Regions from separate parts of the Mus musculus genome. Here regions 1 and 3 are each linked to region 2. A link is a contact called in public Hi-C data. All regions are on one chromosome and are shown on one strand. Each heading gives the region's core, a stretch centred on a gene start, on an enhancer-like site or on the middle of the called end of the contact. The rest is flanking DNA. Distances are from core to core; before and after follow the strand shown.

The links. Hi-C and Micro-C count contacts between places; a contact is called where the count stands out from the background.
Region 1: a contact with region 2 is called in a Hi-C map of bone marrow-derived macrophages, with 21 read pairs. The contact joins two enhancer-like sites. A contact is called at or near these places in 12 of 484 Hi-C or Micro-C datasets (the STO cell line, bone marrow-derived macrophages, cochlea and 7 more) and 1 of 9 other capture datasets (bone marrow-derived macrophages).
Region 3: a contact with region 2 is called in a Hi-C map of bone marrow-derived macrophages, with 26 read pairs. The contact joins two enhancer-like sites. A contact is called at or near these places in 2 of 484 Hi-C or Micro-C datasets (both in bone marrow-derived macrophages).

The regions. Positions count from the first base shown.
Region 1 is chr11:111,086,485-111,091,227 of GRCm38.p6, forward strand. No RefSeq gene overlaps it. Among named protein-coding and RNA genes, the nearest start is that of Kcnj2, 23 kb to the left of the region's middle. Within about 2 kb of position 2,482, at least 42 of the 459 cell types and tissues checked have an H3K27ac peak or open chromatin away from gene starts, as enhancers often do. A contact at or near this core is called in bone marrow-derived macrophages, where this site is marked.
Region 2 is chr11:111,442,632-111,447,460 of GRCm38.p6, forward strand. No RefSeq gene overlaps it. Among named protein-coding and RNA genes, the nearest start is that of Gm30158, 67 kb to the right of the region's middle. Within about 2 kb of position 2,365, at least 11 of the 459 cell types and tissues checked have an H3K27ac peak or open chromatin away from gene starts, as enhancers often do. A contact at or near this core is called in bone marrow-derived macrophages, where this site is marked.
Region 3 is chr11:111,161,507-111,166,583 of GRCm38.p6, forward strand. No RefSeq gene overlaps it. Among named protein-coding and RNA genes, the nearest start is that of Kcnj2, 98 kb to the left of the region's middle. Within about 2 kb of position 3,590, at least 7 of the 459 cell types and tissues checked have an H3K27ac peak or open chromatin away from gene starts, as enhancers often do. A contact at or near this core is called in bone marrow-derived macrophages, where this site is marked.

The sequences.
Region 1 (4,743 bases), core at 1,232-3,731, 360 kb before region 2:
GCATGTACATACACATGCAAGTACATCCACATAGGCTTGTGAAAATGAAGACACACAGACATTCCTCATACATATATGCAAAAGAATATGATGTTATGTATAGGCTATTTACATATTTTTCAGAAGCATGGTTTTTTTTTTTCATTTTCTGTGTTATTCTTCTCCATAACTTCCAGATGCTGGACAATGATTTTTTTTTCTTTTTGCAAAATAGTTTTCTAGCACTAGGTACCTGGAGCTGTGATCTCTACTGCGTATTCAAAGGTGCTCTTTGCAAAGAGCTCATAGCAGAGTTAGGGAGAAGGAGAAAAGCAATTATAGTAATCTAATTTTAGATTTCTATATTTGTGCTCTGACCTTAGCAATTAAGCCAAAGGTCTCCAATGAAGTGTCTGGGAAGACACAGGCTAAGCGTTCTTCCCCACAGTTGCTGAAACACTCCACTGCACTGCCCGTCAAGTTCTTTCGAACGCTAAGTGGAGATTTTCTTTCTTACATTTTCTTTTCTACTCCTGTCTGTAGAATTGGAGATTGTGCACCTGGACTCTGGCCCTGTGTGAAGGGAAGGCGTTGTTTCTGGCAAAATGCTAGGTAGCAAGCCTATCAGATTACGGACTGGATTTCCTTTATCTTGGGGCATTGGACTCTATTCAGGGGGCAAGAAGGCTAGGATTTCATGTCTTGTTTGGACATGCTACCTGCTCCTTATTCTCGTCCTTCTGGAGAGAAGGTAGTCTCTTGGCATACAGTCTACTAAGGTCAATGTCCATTTAAGAAAAGTATGTGGACTGCCAGATGTCTTTTGCTGAACAAACTTGACCTTATTGTCCAAAACCACAACTACTCCCCAGGAGCAAGAGGTTGGTCCTTCCTAGAACTTGCATGGAAGTAGTGTCCCTGAAGTGTGGCAAGGTTTGGCAGCATTTTAACCAAGGCACACTTTAACGAAGACACAAAAATGTGTCTTCTCCTGCATTGTGCCAATGAGGAATTTCTCCTCATCAGACTCTGGAGACTCTGCCCTCTCACTTGTTTTATATATAGCGCATTACTTTTCAACATTGCTGCATTTTGCAGGGCCAATTCTTATCAGATGTTAATGTTTCAGACATCTTCCTGAAAAATCTACTAAGAATGAAACCTTTAATTTCTTTTGTTGGACTCGGTTTTTTTTTTTTTTTTTGTAAGGAAAATGGTATTCCTGACAGTTATGAAAAGGCTTGTTTTATTATTTTTTAAAATTTATCACTGTACATAAGGCAGGCTGGCAGGAAGACAGATACAAATGGAGGGAGGGAGGGAGGAAGGAGGAGAGGGAAAGAGACAGAGATGGAGAGAGAGACAGAGAGGCAGAAAGGGAGAGACAGAGAGGAAAACAGAGACAGGGAGACAGGAGACAGACAGGCAGACAGGCAGGCAGGCAGGCAGGCAGGCAGACAGGCAACCTGCCTTCCCTGAGAATTGCTAGTATCACTCTCAGAATATCTTTTAGGACATTGGTAAGGGAGAGGACCACGTTAGCCCTAAAACCATATAGACATCACGATTTGGGGCATTCAGTTCTATTCCTTTATCATGGCTTGTCTGTGCTCACGTGGCCTGAAAAAGAAGCAATACAGGGTCTGAGCAGGTGTTGCATTTGCCCCTCCCATTTGTAACTTAGCCTCTTGCTACAGTGAAAACATGTAGCTTTTCTTTTTTTATACTTCATCCAAGATTGCATTAGATTTAGCTGGTTTCCTTTCTAATCATTTATTTGGTGTTTGTAATGAATGTGCTGTCTATGACATTTCATAAGTAGCATTTTAATAAAATCCATAGGTTATAGTACTGTATAGGCACACCAATTCTAAATATTTCCTAAATGGATTGCTGCAAGTTAAGTAGTGTTTGGAAGTGTTTACACAATGTGTCCAGTTTGTGCCAGGTGTGGGTGGTACCAGGCCTTTAAAATCTTGGCAATGAGCAGGCAAAGGCAGGCACACTTCTATTTCTTGGAGCCAGCTTAGTCTACAAAGTGAGTTCCAGGTTCTGCAGGGGTATGTAGTATGAACCTGTCTCAATCACTTGATCAGTCAACCAATTTGTAAATTCTAGTTTGATATATTGTTCTTGGGATTTCTACACATTGCAGTGCCTAATGAAAAATATAAATGAAATGAATTTTAATGGAGTTTTATTTTCAACTTGATGGAAATCCATTATACTTGCTTAAGATGCAGCAGACAGTACAGCATTAAGAGCAGATTACAAATATTTTTACGACATCAGGACAGGAACTGCGGATTAAGCGGTGAGTTTCAGGAAATAGGGCAGGTTGTTAATTTGATATTGGGCACAGCTGACTTTCCATCTGCTTGTGAGAGCCCACAACAGCTTAATCTTCACTTGGTCCATACCACACGTGGTCAAAGTTACCCTGCCCTTGAACAGACCCTTCCAGCCTCCTTATGGGCTGGAACCTGAGAGAGTCAGCAATCCTTCAACCACAGGCTGCCACCCGTGACTCTGCATGTACACATGGGCCTGTTTTTATAACCCCACATGTGAGGCAGTGAGCCTGTCGCAATAAATTCTAATCAGGGGCCCTGGGTACTTTCCCCAATTGTGACAGGCACAGGAGAGCCATCACCAGTTTAATGTTCCAATGACTCTGAGAAGCCAGGGCAAGTCCAAGTGAATTCTAAGGTCAGCTATCTCTAGCTCTTGGCATTGTCTTTGTCTCTCTTCAGAGGGGTGGAGTTTATCGTCTTCCTCATTTCCTAAGTGAGCAGAGCAGACAGTATTGCTTTTATCAGTGAGATAAATTGAAATAAAAATGCTCTCAGTATTTATAGGGCAATCAAATACTTACAAAAGAAAATGAGGGTATTTGTCAGAGACATTAAAAAGTGAGGGAATTAGATTTAAATCATATACACAATCGTTTGCTTAAGTCATGACATATTTGTTTATTCATTTTAAAACAGGCCAGGAATTTTTTCCGTGTTTTTTTTTTTTTTTTGTTTGAAAAGGAGTAGACCCTTTGCTCAACTTCTTGAGATGATAGGCATGCCTATCTGACTTTCTTTTTCAATTATTTTTTTAGAAACCAAATTAAATGAACAAAGGTGAAGATAAGTGGTTTAAGTATTGTTTTAAATTCTTTATGTAGCACCTTTGTGATACAAAGGTGAAAGATAATGTTTATAAGCCGGATTTTTTATTATTATTAAAAGAAGGGCAGGTGTGATGGTACTCATCTGTACACCCAAGCTTCCAAAACTAGGGGGGAAGAGTCAGGAGAATCAAGTGTTTAAGGCCGGACTCCACAGACAGTATCAGAGTTCTCAGCATTCTAGTGCAATAAAGAGACAAGAGTGTGGACATGGGGGTGGGGAGAGATTTAAGCCATATCTGGATAACAAAATAGATCTCTATTGTCTAGGACAACATTTCCTTCTCTGAGACCTGTGACAGTATCTTCTGATATTTTAACATTTGTTAATAGTTAGGGGTATTGATAAAGCCCTGCCCCCGACAAAGAATTATCCAGGCTATCCTTCCCACAGTCCTGAAACTGAGAAAATCACTCTGGATTATAGTTAAATTTTCTTGTCTCCTTTTTTAATGTACAAACTCAAAGATGAGTTATGACATTTCCGTATATAAATATGGCTGCACTTTTACTACAATCACTCTTTTGCTATTGTTATTTATTTCCCTATCTCCCCCACCTTCCTCCCTTTGCTTATTACTAACAGTATTCTATTCTATTCTGAGTCTGTTTACAGACCCATCCTTCCATGTTCTCAGATTCCACATTGAGATCAAATCCAGTGGGACCCGTCTTTTCGATGTTGGTTTATTTTACTTAACACAGTGATCTCAGTTTGACTGAACATGACATGACTTTCTCCTTCCTTGTGATTTATCTTCTTCACTTTATCAGTTCATATATTGATGAACAGATGGTCTGACTCATGTCTGTTGAGAACAGTGTAGCAATAAAATGGGTGTGTGGAGATGTCAGTGGGAAATAAGGCTGAGAAGGTGTCTTAAGAGTTTTAGTGCTAGGGTCAGGAAACCATAGAGATAGAAGACTGTGAACAGTCACTGAAGTTTCATTGGCTGAGAGAGCGATAGAGCTATGTTGCCTCTTAAAAAGATGAAGTGTCAAATACATAAAATTGACTGGAGGAGCAAGAGATGCAGACAGAGATAAGTATACCTGTTACAAGCCTGTGGTGATATTTCAAGTGAGAGATGGTGAGTACTTGAACTTTCGAAGAGAAGGAAAGCTATCAGTTCTGGAGGCAGAAGGGGAGTCTCCATGACCTGGAAATTGTTTAGATTTGGAGAAAGAGTACCTGGCTAAAAAGTCACAATATAGATACAGTGACAAAGAGAAGAGTCAGCAGAGAGGGCTGGTTCCAAGCAGGAGACACCCCTCTTGAATTTGAGGGTTAGGTAAGTATCTTATAGGTGGACACATCAAATTAGGTACTACCAGGCAGGTAGACTCAACTTATCGTCTGTCAACATTCCTCAGCACGTCCAATTGAGTTGATTCCAAGTTACCACCCTCTTTTGCAGCAGAGCCATATCCTTCTCCTCTCATAGGGAGGAGGGTGACGCATGTGGCTCTCCCTAGCCCTTTAACTCCCGAGGCCAGTTCATCCAGCCTCCTCTAATAGCACCAGAGTTCACTTAAGTGTCAAGTGTTAGGGAAGGATGCTCACGTTTTATTCATTTTTATTTACA
Region 2 (4,829 bases), core at 1,115-3,614:
AGCAGGCACAGGATATTGCTGGTTAAAATATTAGAGGTCTTCTTGTGCACTTAGGTGATTAATAAATTCATCTTCTTCACCAGAGGGACCTGAATGCCTGAGTGAGCACAAATCCTTGCATGATTTATGAAGATGTATGCAACAGGTACTTGTTGGAGAATGGAAGTCTCTGTCCCTGCACAGGACATTCACTGCTACCTGGTCCAATGCAGGAGCAGAGCTCTGTGTCCATTGCTTCACATCTGTGCTTCTGGTCCTGTCATTTTCTCCATTTGAACTTCCTGCCCCTTCTTAGTAACCAAATCATTTTCTCTGCATCCAAATAAAGTCTACAGTTTGGCAGAATGTGTTCTGGGCAAAGAAATCAGATCGGAGACAATGAGAGAGGTGAGAGAGAGAGAGAGACAGAGAGAGAGAGAGAAAGAGAGAGAGAAAGAGAGAGAGAATGGAAACAGGCTAGAGAGAGCTAGGTAAGTTTAGGACCTCAAAAGGCATTTGGCCATGAGAGTGAGAGTTTTTATTAGTCATTTTAATAGCACCCACCTCCTCCTATACTTATGTCTAGCTTCCTTAAATATAACTCTTATGGGGAGCGGCTTTATGTTAATTGGCTTCCTCCATATGTTAATCTTGACCACCCTCCTCTCTTACCTCTCCTCTGTCACATTATCACAAATAGGGCACACGTCCTGGTCATTGTGCCCCTTAAGTAGTGTCGTGTGTGTGTGTGTGTGTGTGTGTGTGTGTGTGTGTGTATTTGTAGTTTATCCCTTTTCACTGTGCTTTCTGTGTTATTTACTTTCGGTATTTTAAGCAAAAGGAATTATATTTCAAGGATCATTACCACCTGGTAAATATCCTCTATCTGAAGTTAGCAGCACATGCTAACTCAAACATTAAAGGGCAATGATACAAACACTAAGTTTAACTTTCCTACTCAACATTGTGTAACACTGAAGAGAAATTAGCTCATTCATAGACCAAATATCAGATCTCACAATTCTAGGGAACATGGGCTTCCACCACTAGCACCTCCTCTTTCTTAAAGACAAAGAATAGTTTCCTCCTAGTTGGATACAGGGCTGTAATTAGTCCTAGCTAACTGAAAGTAAGCAAAATTGCTCTGTCCAGTTCTTGAAACATATCCAACAGAAGGAAACAGTTTTGTCATCCAATGTACAATCTAAGCATGGAGCATAAGCAAACATTCTGGGATTTAAAAGAGCCTAAATCTTGTGGATGGTTACCATCCACCTACAGACAAGGATGTAAAGGATGCATGTTAAAGAAGAAGAAACAATGAAAATTAACTTTTATTTTCCTTTTTGAAAAAATGACTGGTGTGAGGCACTGTGTCAGGGTAGTACTTGGCGTGTAAGAATGGGGAGCTGAGTTTGAATATCCAGCTCCATGTGAAAAGCCAGGAGAAACAACAAGTGTTGTATGTAACCTCACTGATGGGCAGGCAGAGCCAGGACAACCTCAGGGGCTCACTGGACAGCCAAGCTGGTCAAGTTCAGCAAGAGGTCTTGCCTCATAACATAATGTGAAGAGTGACAGAGACATCTGACCTTGACCTCTAGCTTTTACATGAATGCGTGCCACCATGTACATGTGTGCCCCTCCCCACACACAAATAAATAACAATAACACACAAATAAATAAACAATCCCCAGGGGTTTAAATTTGTATGGCTTATCTTTGAATGTTATTCTGAAGTCTCCATCTGAAACTGGACTGTCCAAATGACTCATTTGCCTTTGATCTTTCTGGATTACAGTAATGTCTCTTGCAAAATCTCTGTAGGTCCAGGTGCTATATATGATAAGGTGAAACTTCACAGTCCTCTGGGCTCTAAAATCTTCTGTCTGAAGACATCTGTGGAGTTGACATTTTCCCCCCTCAGGAGTTAAATGGAAACCAGACAAAAATCAAGTCACTCGAATATAGCCACTGTATACTGTAAAGTGTGTCTGTGTGTCTGTGCGCATGTCTGTCTGTCTGTCTGTGTGTTTGCTCGTATGTCTGTGTCTGTCTATGTGTTCTTGGACAAAGGCAGCTATCTATTTACCTACTCGCTGTTGGTTTTTGTTGTTTATTCACACTGGATGAGAAATTTTAACAACTGAAGAGTTGATGTTTCCCTTAGAAACCAAAGTGATAGTGTATGTGATAGACTTGGAAGGAAGATGTTCAGGAGAACTTTTAAGGCATTTGTAAGCCTTTCAATGAAGGTGCTAGGAACTGAACTCAGGTCCCTTGCAAGATCAGCAAATGTTTTAAAAGCACTGAGCCACTTCTCTAGCCCCCAGAAACCGGAGGATTAAAGATGTTGAGCAATTTTCCTTGGTTATGCAACTCCGAACTAAATGGTGAAACCAAACTCAGACCCAAACACGTTCTCCTTCCTCTCTCAAGTGCTAAAAATACTTACTCCAATTCTGATATCTCCAGAGGATGAAAATGCAGCCTGGACATTACCTAAACAGACGTGTCATTGGAAAGCTTACCCTAACAATGGGATCCTGGCTTCCTGGAACACTTCAGTTGTTAAAATGCCCCTTTGAAGGAAGAAATTTTTCTCTTTAGTTTTATGCCAAAGGTAGAAGAAAAGCCTGCCTTGCCTAGGGCGGTGAAATCACTTCCTTGATAATTTCTACCTCTGAACCCTTCTCCTCCAAAGACTTATATCTTATTCTTCTTTGTCAAGGACAAGGTACAACTTAATGCCTTTCCATGGTTGAATGTGTTAGGTCACTAGAATTAGGTGTGTGGGTGGGGTAGGATGGTACTGAGCATATTGAGAAGTCTCTGTGATGTCTAGTGATGTGGCTATGTAGGGTATGTCTAGCTATGAATCAGGCTGTCCAATGAAAGATAACTAAAGGAAAATATTGAGTATAGTTCCTTCAGAGTCCTCTCTGTGTACCTAAAGCATAGATAATCTGTGAATATAGATGGGGTATCCAGGTGATTTCAGAATGAAAGAAGGTGTTGTTAATAAAGATAAGGTGTGGAAGTCTGGCCCATGCAAAGCAAAAGAATATGCTTGCGTATGTAGGTATGTAACATCTCTCCACTTAGATGTCGCATCTAAAGCAGTATGGCCAGGGGAGACCTTATTGAATATTTTGTACTTTGGGAATTAGTTTGCTGAAATTGATTGCTTAGATTTTATACATAAATCTGCCTTAAACACGTTTAACATGCTGTGTTTAGCATGGAAGCTGATGCAGACAGGCTGTGTGCTCAGCCTTGGGTTTTCCATCCAGTGGGACTATTTACCATCATTGATTGGGTTACTGGCTGAAACAGGCCTTTAAGTCCTTTGAAATGTGATCTCTTTCGCCCTCTGGTGGTTATTACATTAAAAAGTTAAGCAACGCACTGGATGGAGAAATCACAGCATAACAAATACTCAAATACTGGGGTCCCAGTTGGTGTAACCTTTAATTAAAAGCTACAGCCTTTGAATAAGAAATAAAAGCATTTTGTCCGTTTGCAGACTTCTGGGAAGTCAACTGTCTGCAAGTTTTCTCCACCAGGGCCAGGAAGTTGCCCACGCTGCTTTTGTAAACATAATATTCAGAGATCCCAGACATTCTGGCTTGACTGAAGAGGACTGCGCAGTGTTACATTCTCTCTCAGTATTTTGCTTGAAAAGCTTGCTGTGACTTGAAGGGGAATTTTGGAGAGAATGTCTGAACCATGCAAAGACTGCAAAGGGGTGGTTATACAGTAGTGCACTGAATGATACCTGGCCAGGCCCTAACCGACTTGTCTGCTTTGCATTTTGTTGTGTCTGGGAGACAGAAAAGGAGACTAGCCATTATCATGCGAAGCTATCATTAAATTATGTCAAGTGCCAGTTGGTGAATGACACCCACCTGCAAAGAAGAATGCAGGAACAAAGAGACACTTCATTGAAGGTCTTAGCTAGGTTTTAGGTTGCACACGGTTAACCTCTGATTCAACTGTGCATGAAAACAACACATGTTTCCTATGGTACTATCTTAGCTTTCTTTCTATTGCTGTGATTAGACGTTGAGTGAAAGCAACTGTGGGGCCTGGGGATTAACTTGATCTTACAGTTTACAGCCCATCACAGAGGAAAGCATTGGGAAGAAGTCAAGGCAAGAACCTAGAGGTAGGAACTGAGGCAGAGAGCATGGAGGCGTGCTTTTTACTGACATGCTCCCCATGGATTCATCTGCTTTTCTTATACCACCCAGGACTACCTGCCCAGAAGTGACATCACCCACAGTGAGCTGGGTCCTCCCATACCAATTACTGATTAAGAAAATACCCTACAGATTCGCCTACAGCCAATCTGATGGAGGTATTGTTGCAATTGAAGTTCCTATACTTAGTTAGCTCCATCATATATCATGTTAACAAATATCTGATTAAGACGTTTGACTTCTCGTTAACTTGGCAGACTGGTATATTGCTATTAAACTATAAACTTGCTTTTTTTGTAGTTTATCACCATGATCACATATTAATATCAACAGCACAATATAAAACAGTAGTTTTAAAAGTCTCACACTCTTTAAAAGTTCATTCAGACTATGTAATATACATATATATTTAAATATATTTATAAAAATATATAAATACTTAAATATATTTAATACATCCAGTTTCTGGAAGGCCCCAAAGTCACCTAACTATTTATTTTATTTAACCCATAAAATAAAACTTAGATTATATATTTTGTATTTCAAAAAGGAAAAAAAAAAAAACAGGCCACATATGAAACCAAGCTTCAACAGTGTGGACCAAACCCTGAAGCTCAACATCCGACATTTACTATTCACTCTGAATCT
Region 3 (5,077 bases), core at 2,340-4,839, 280 kb before region 2:
GTAAGCTTAAGGGAGGATCACTTATCCTGAAAACTGACAATCTATATTGTTCCAGTGATTGGCTCTAGAACACTTAGTGAATTCGTAGATGTGTTTATTGAATGGAGGATTTTATTTTATTTTTGAAGATTGCATAAGGAGATCAGTTCAATTCCACTTAAGCTCCATGGATATTTTTGTACATAGAGCATAGACTCCCATGTTACAAAAATGATTAATGTTATCTCCCTTTTCTACTAAGCCATGGGAGAAGAAAGAAAACTATGTGGAGAAGAAAGGACCTGGGCTCTTCATGTCCTTCTGCTTGAAGGGACCTTGTTAGAAAGGAAAGAATTTTCTGGAACTTCTAGGATCCTTGGAATTGAGTACAGATTTGTCTTGTTAAAAGTAATTAAATGGATTGGTGTGACCTCAATGGTAAGAATCCAGCCTCGGCCTTGTTCTTTTTCTCAGGCAGTTTCAGGGAGAGTGTGTTGAACCTTGATGTTGGAAAGGTGTCTGCCAAGCTCCTGTGGAGAGAGGTAGGCCATTCAATCTGGATTGCTTGAATCAAAGTGGACCACAAATATTTTCCAAATAGGTACTCAAATATATCACACTCCATTTTAAACACAGCATTTCTCCAAAACAAACCATCTTAATATAGTGCCTCCACGGGTATCCTTTCTCACACTTCAGTTTTACAGGCTGTGATTAACTTGAAGGAACAAAGGAGGGCACTCTAGGTTGGGTGGCAGGACATTCAGAAGTCAGAAACCCCAAGTGTTATGTTACTGAAGGTGGGACTTATCCTTAGCTACCTGTAGCTAGCCATGAAGTGACATGACAAGGTTATCAAGAGTTAAGCATAGCAACAGTGTGTGCTAAAGTTGATGCTAACAGCTGGCCTCTATTCCTTCTCTATCTCATTCCACGAAACAATAAAATGGCAGAGTTGTGGAGGTTAAGGGCAAAATAACTGAGAAAAACACTCAAGGGTCACAGTAACTCAGAAAACAGGAAGCCACACTCTTGATACTGATAGATGTGAGCCATAGATTTGGTTCTGAGTTTTTGAGTAACTCTGGACATACAATTGACATACAATGATTGCAGGCAAGTTTTCAGATCTGCAAAGTATATATGTGTGTGCATGCATGAATGTGTTTGAAGGCATGCGGATGGGAGGATAAGTGTGATGAAATGATAGCACTGTATATACATACATGCACACATGTATTCGTGTATAAATAAATATGTGTTTGAGCATGTACACTCCTTTATACAAATATTGACATAGATATTTTCCCATTGCTGGGAAGAGGCACCAAGACCAAGGTAAGTTATGAAAGAACTCATTCAATTTGGGGCTTACTGTTCTCAAAGCCAGTAGAGTTCATGGTATCATAACTGGGAGGTATGGCGACAGGCAAGCAGACATGGTGCTGGAACAATAGCTGAGAGCCTACCTCTGATCCACAAACACCAAAGAGAGCATGAGGTATAATTGCAAATGTCATGGGCTCTCATACCTTCACCAACAAGGCCACACCCCCTAATCCTTTCACCCAATTTTACCAACTGGAGACCAAGCATTCATTATAAAGCCATTATCATTTAAACCACTACACATGTGCTCATGTATGTTGTAAAGAATTACACTGTTACCTACTTTTAATAACCAAACTAGTCATCCTTGGTTAGTTCAGAAATTATGTAAGTCCATTCATTTTCATCTAGGCAAATCCTGGAGGAAAAAATAAGAAACCATCAAAGCAACAACAAAAATCTTAAAGTTTAAAATTTTAGTTTCGAAAAACTCAAGTTTAAAAATCTTGTATCACCGATTTGCAAAACACATGAAACTCAAGAAGAATGAAGACCAAAGTGTGGACACTTTGCCCCTTCTTAGAATTGGGAACAAAACACCCATGGAAAGAGTTACAGAGACAAAGTCTGGAGCTGAGATGAAAGGATGGACCATCTAGAAACTGCCATACCCAGGGATCCATCCCATAATCAGCCTCCAAATGCTGACACCATTGCATACACCAGCAAGATTTTGCTGAAAGGACCCTGATATCGCTGTCTATAGTGAGATTACGCCAGGGCCTGGTAAACACAGAAGTGGATGCTCACAGTCGCTATTGGATGGATCACAGGGCCCCCAGTGGAGGAGCTAGAGAAAGTACCCAAGGAGCTAAAGGGATCTGCAACCCTATAGGTGGAACAACATTATGAACTAACCAGTACCCCGAAGCTCTTGACTCTAGCTGCATATGTATCAAAAGATGGCCGAGTAGGCCCTCACTGGAAAGAGAGGCCCATTGGTCGTGCAAACTTTATATGCCCCAGTACAGGGGAACGCCAGGGCCAAAAAGTGGGAGTGGGTGGGTAGGGGAGTGGGGGGAGAGGGTATGGGGGACTTTTGGGATAGCATTTGAAATGTAAATGAAGAAACTACCTAATTAAAAAAATTATAAAAAAAACTTGTATCACAAAAATCTGCTTGAAAGAAAAAGATGTTGATTGTATCACTGAGATATGGTTTGTTCTAAGTTAAGATGAAAATGAACTTCATTCCCTTCTGCATGACCTCAGCAGGATGAGGGATCGCAAGGTAGCACACGAGGCGGCACGATGCCACAGCACAGAAAGGCACTTGCTACTGAGCCTTAGGACCCGAGTTCCATTCTGGAAACTGTGTAGTGGAAGGAAATAACGGATTCCTGCAAGCTGTCCTCTGACATCTACACTTGTGCTATGCTATGTGTGTATATCCCAACTCTCTGCACGCATATCACACAAAATAAAATTTAGGGAAAAATATAGAACAAAAGTTTTAGAAGCAGTGAAGGATGCTACAGAGGGTACAATCTTTATTACAGGTCATTTTATTAGTGGCAACCCTTCGTTGACCTTTTGGTGATGTAACAAATTCAGGAGTCAGGATCTCTATTTATGTTCACTCAAGATATAATTCCTTCATGTCAAACACATAAGAGTTGACATCTGCAGTAATCCTGCAGCGGAAAGCCATCTATGATTCTATATTGTTTCTGTTTTGAAAGTCAAATCCAGTCAGCCTTTTAACATTATATTTGATTACTTTGTTTCTTGTCTTACTGAGAAGTTAAGTGGTTGAATAGAATATCAGTATTATTGTAATTTTTATTGTTTAGGGGAAAGTCTCAGACAGTCATAGCCAGGTACTGTCATGGGAAATTGCCACATGCTTTCATTAGTCTGGAATCAATGCCTAAAATAACTTCATTTCATTCCCCTCAATGACTCTGGAATAATAGTTATACTGTACTCTTCCAAACCAAGGGATAAGTTATATAATTTATCAAATCCATCCTATTAGTATACAATTTGAATTCAGCATTTAAATCCAAGGTGGCAACAACTGGGAGCCTGTTAAATCTCCATTGTTCTGCCATGGCATGCACAAGAGATTGTCAGTAGGAAGCTGTGATGCACAGACAATGATCATATGAGCAAGGTGAAAAGTGTGAGGGAGTTGGAGAAACAACACTTAACTCTGATACACAGAGGGCTTCTAAGCAGCTTCAGGAAGGAGAAGTCACAAGCAACTTCATAAAGGACAGTTTCTCCCACATCAGATAAGGAAGCAGAAAAATAGAAATAGGAAGTGCAGGGTCCTGGTGGGAGCTCAGCTGATATTCCCATTTCTGCTTTAAATACTTTTGTTTTTGCTCAATTTCTTTACTTTACTCTCCAGGCAAGTAGAAATGGTGGCTAGAGAGTAAGAAGTGATATTTTTAAAAGCTCATTTGAAATGCTTCTGTAAGAACAAGATGAGGGCAACTGAACTTTATGGTCAGTTAAGTGTCAGCAGTGTACTTATAACTTGGAACAGTTAGCTTTCATCTAGATGAGAAAGAAAGCTAGGTTACCTCAAAGCCCTGCTTATGTGTCTTTATTTCCACATTCTCCTAACGTCAACAAGCTTTCCCGTGCCCTCAGGAGTGGGTTGGTCACTGCAGCGACAGAGATACACTGACCTAAACGTTCTTGACTTCTCCAGGACTCCTATTGGCAAGGTGGTTAAAATGTTTGCTCCACTGTGCCGTTACCTTTCTCCTCCACGATCTCTCTGGGAATATTTATCTATGAGGAGTTACAAAAAAGATTCTTGGCCTTAGAGGAAAGACAGATGAACAAATTAACCCCTAAGGGATTGTGTTGGCTTTTTCTGGTCATGGTGTCTACCTGGGTTACTCTTTTTTTTTTTTTCTCATATCCTCCTGTATGGAATGCAGAGTAATGAGGAAAACCATCATTAGTACAGAATTTACGGACAAATCCAAAAGTCATCACTCTTCTTCGCTTTTCTCTGATTACTAGATTAAAATAAATAAAGATGGGGAAGCGCCATGGTGTTGTATTTGGTACTGGCTGTTCACATTAAGATGTCATGTGTATTTCCTGGCATAGCTTCTATTGACTTTGTGTCTGGGCTTGAGTGTTAATCATACATTTCAAATTAAAGTGGGAATCGCTGAAGATTTATGGCAGTGTGTGCTTTTTTTTTTTCCTCATGCAGCATAGATCAGACAACTCTTCATGACTCCGTGGAGATAAAGATGGGACTGTTAGAAATAAGGTACCCACCTTTACTATTCCACAGGCTTCTGAATGGACACACAAAGGAGAACAATGTGATGAAAAATCTGTGTTAAAAAAAAGTCGCGTCTGGATGGTGGTGGCACATACCTTTAATCCTAGCAGTTTGGAGGCAGAGGCAGGCAGATCTCTGAGTTCTAGGCCAGCCTGCTCTACATCAAGCATTCCGGGACAATCAGGGCTAAAGAGAAAAACTGTCTTAAGAAAAAAGACAAAAAATACAGAAAGGAAGGAAGAAAGGGAAGAAGGAAGGAAGGAAGAGGGAAAAGAACAGAAAGAAAAGAGAACAAGAAATAAGTCTTTGATTTGCCCTCAGTATCTACTGGGAATTTAGCATTGTAAAGCCTCTACCTAGGGCTAGGGAGATAGCTCAAATGGTAAAATACATGTCTTGTAAGCGTAACGGATTAGATGAGATTGTTCTTCCAGAATATACATGAACAAGCTG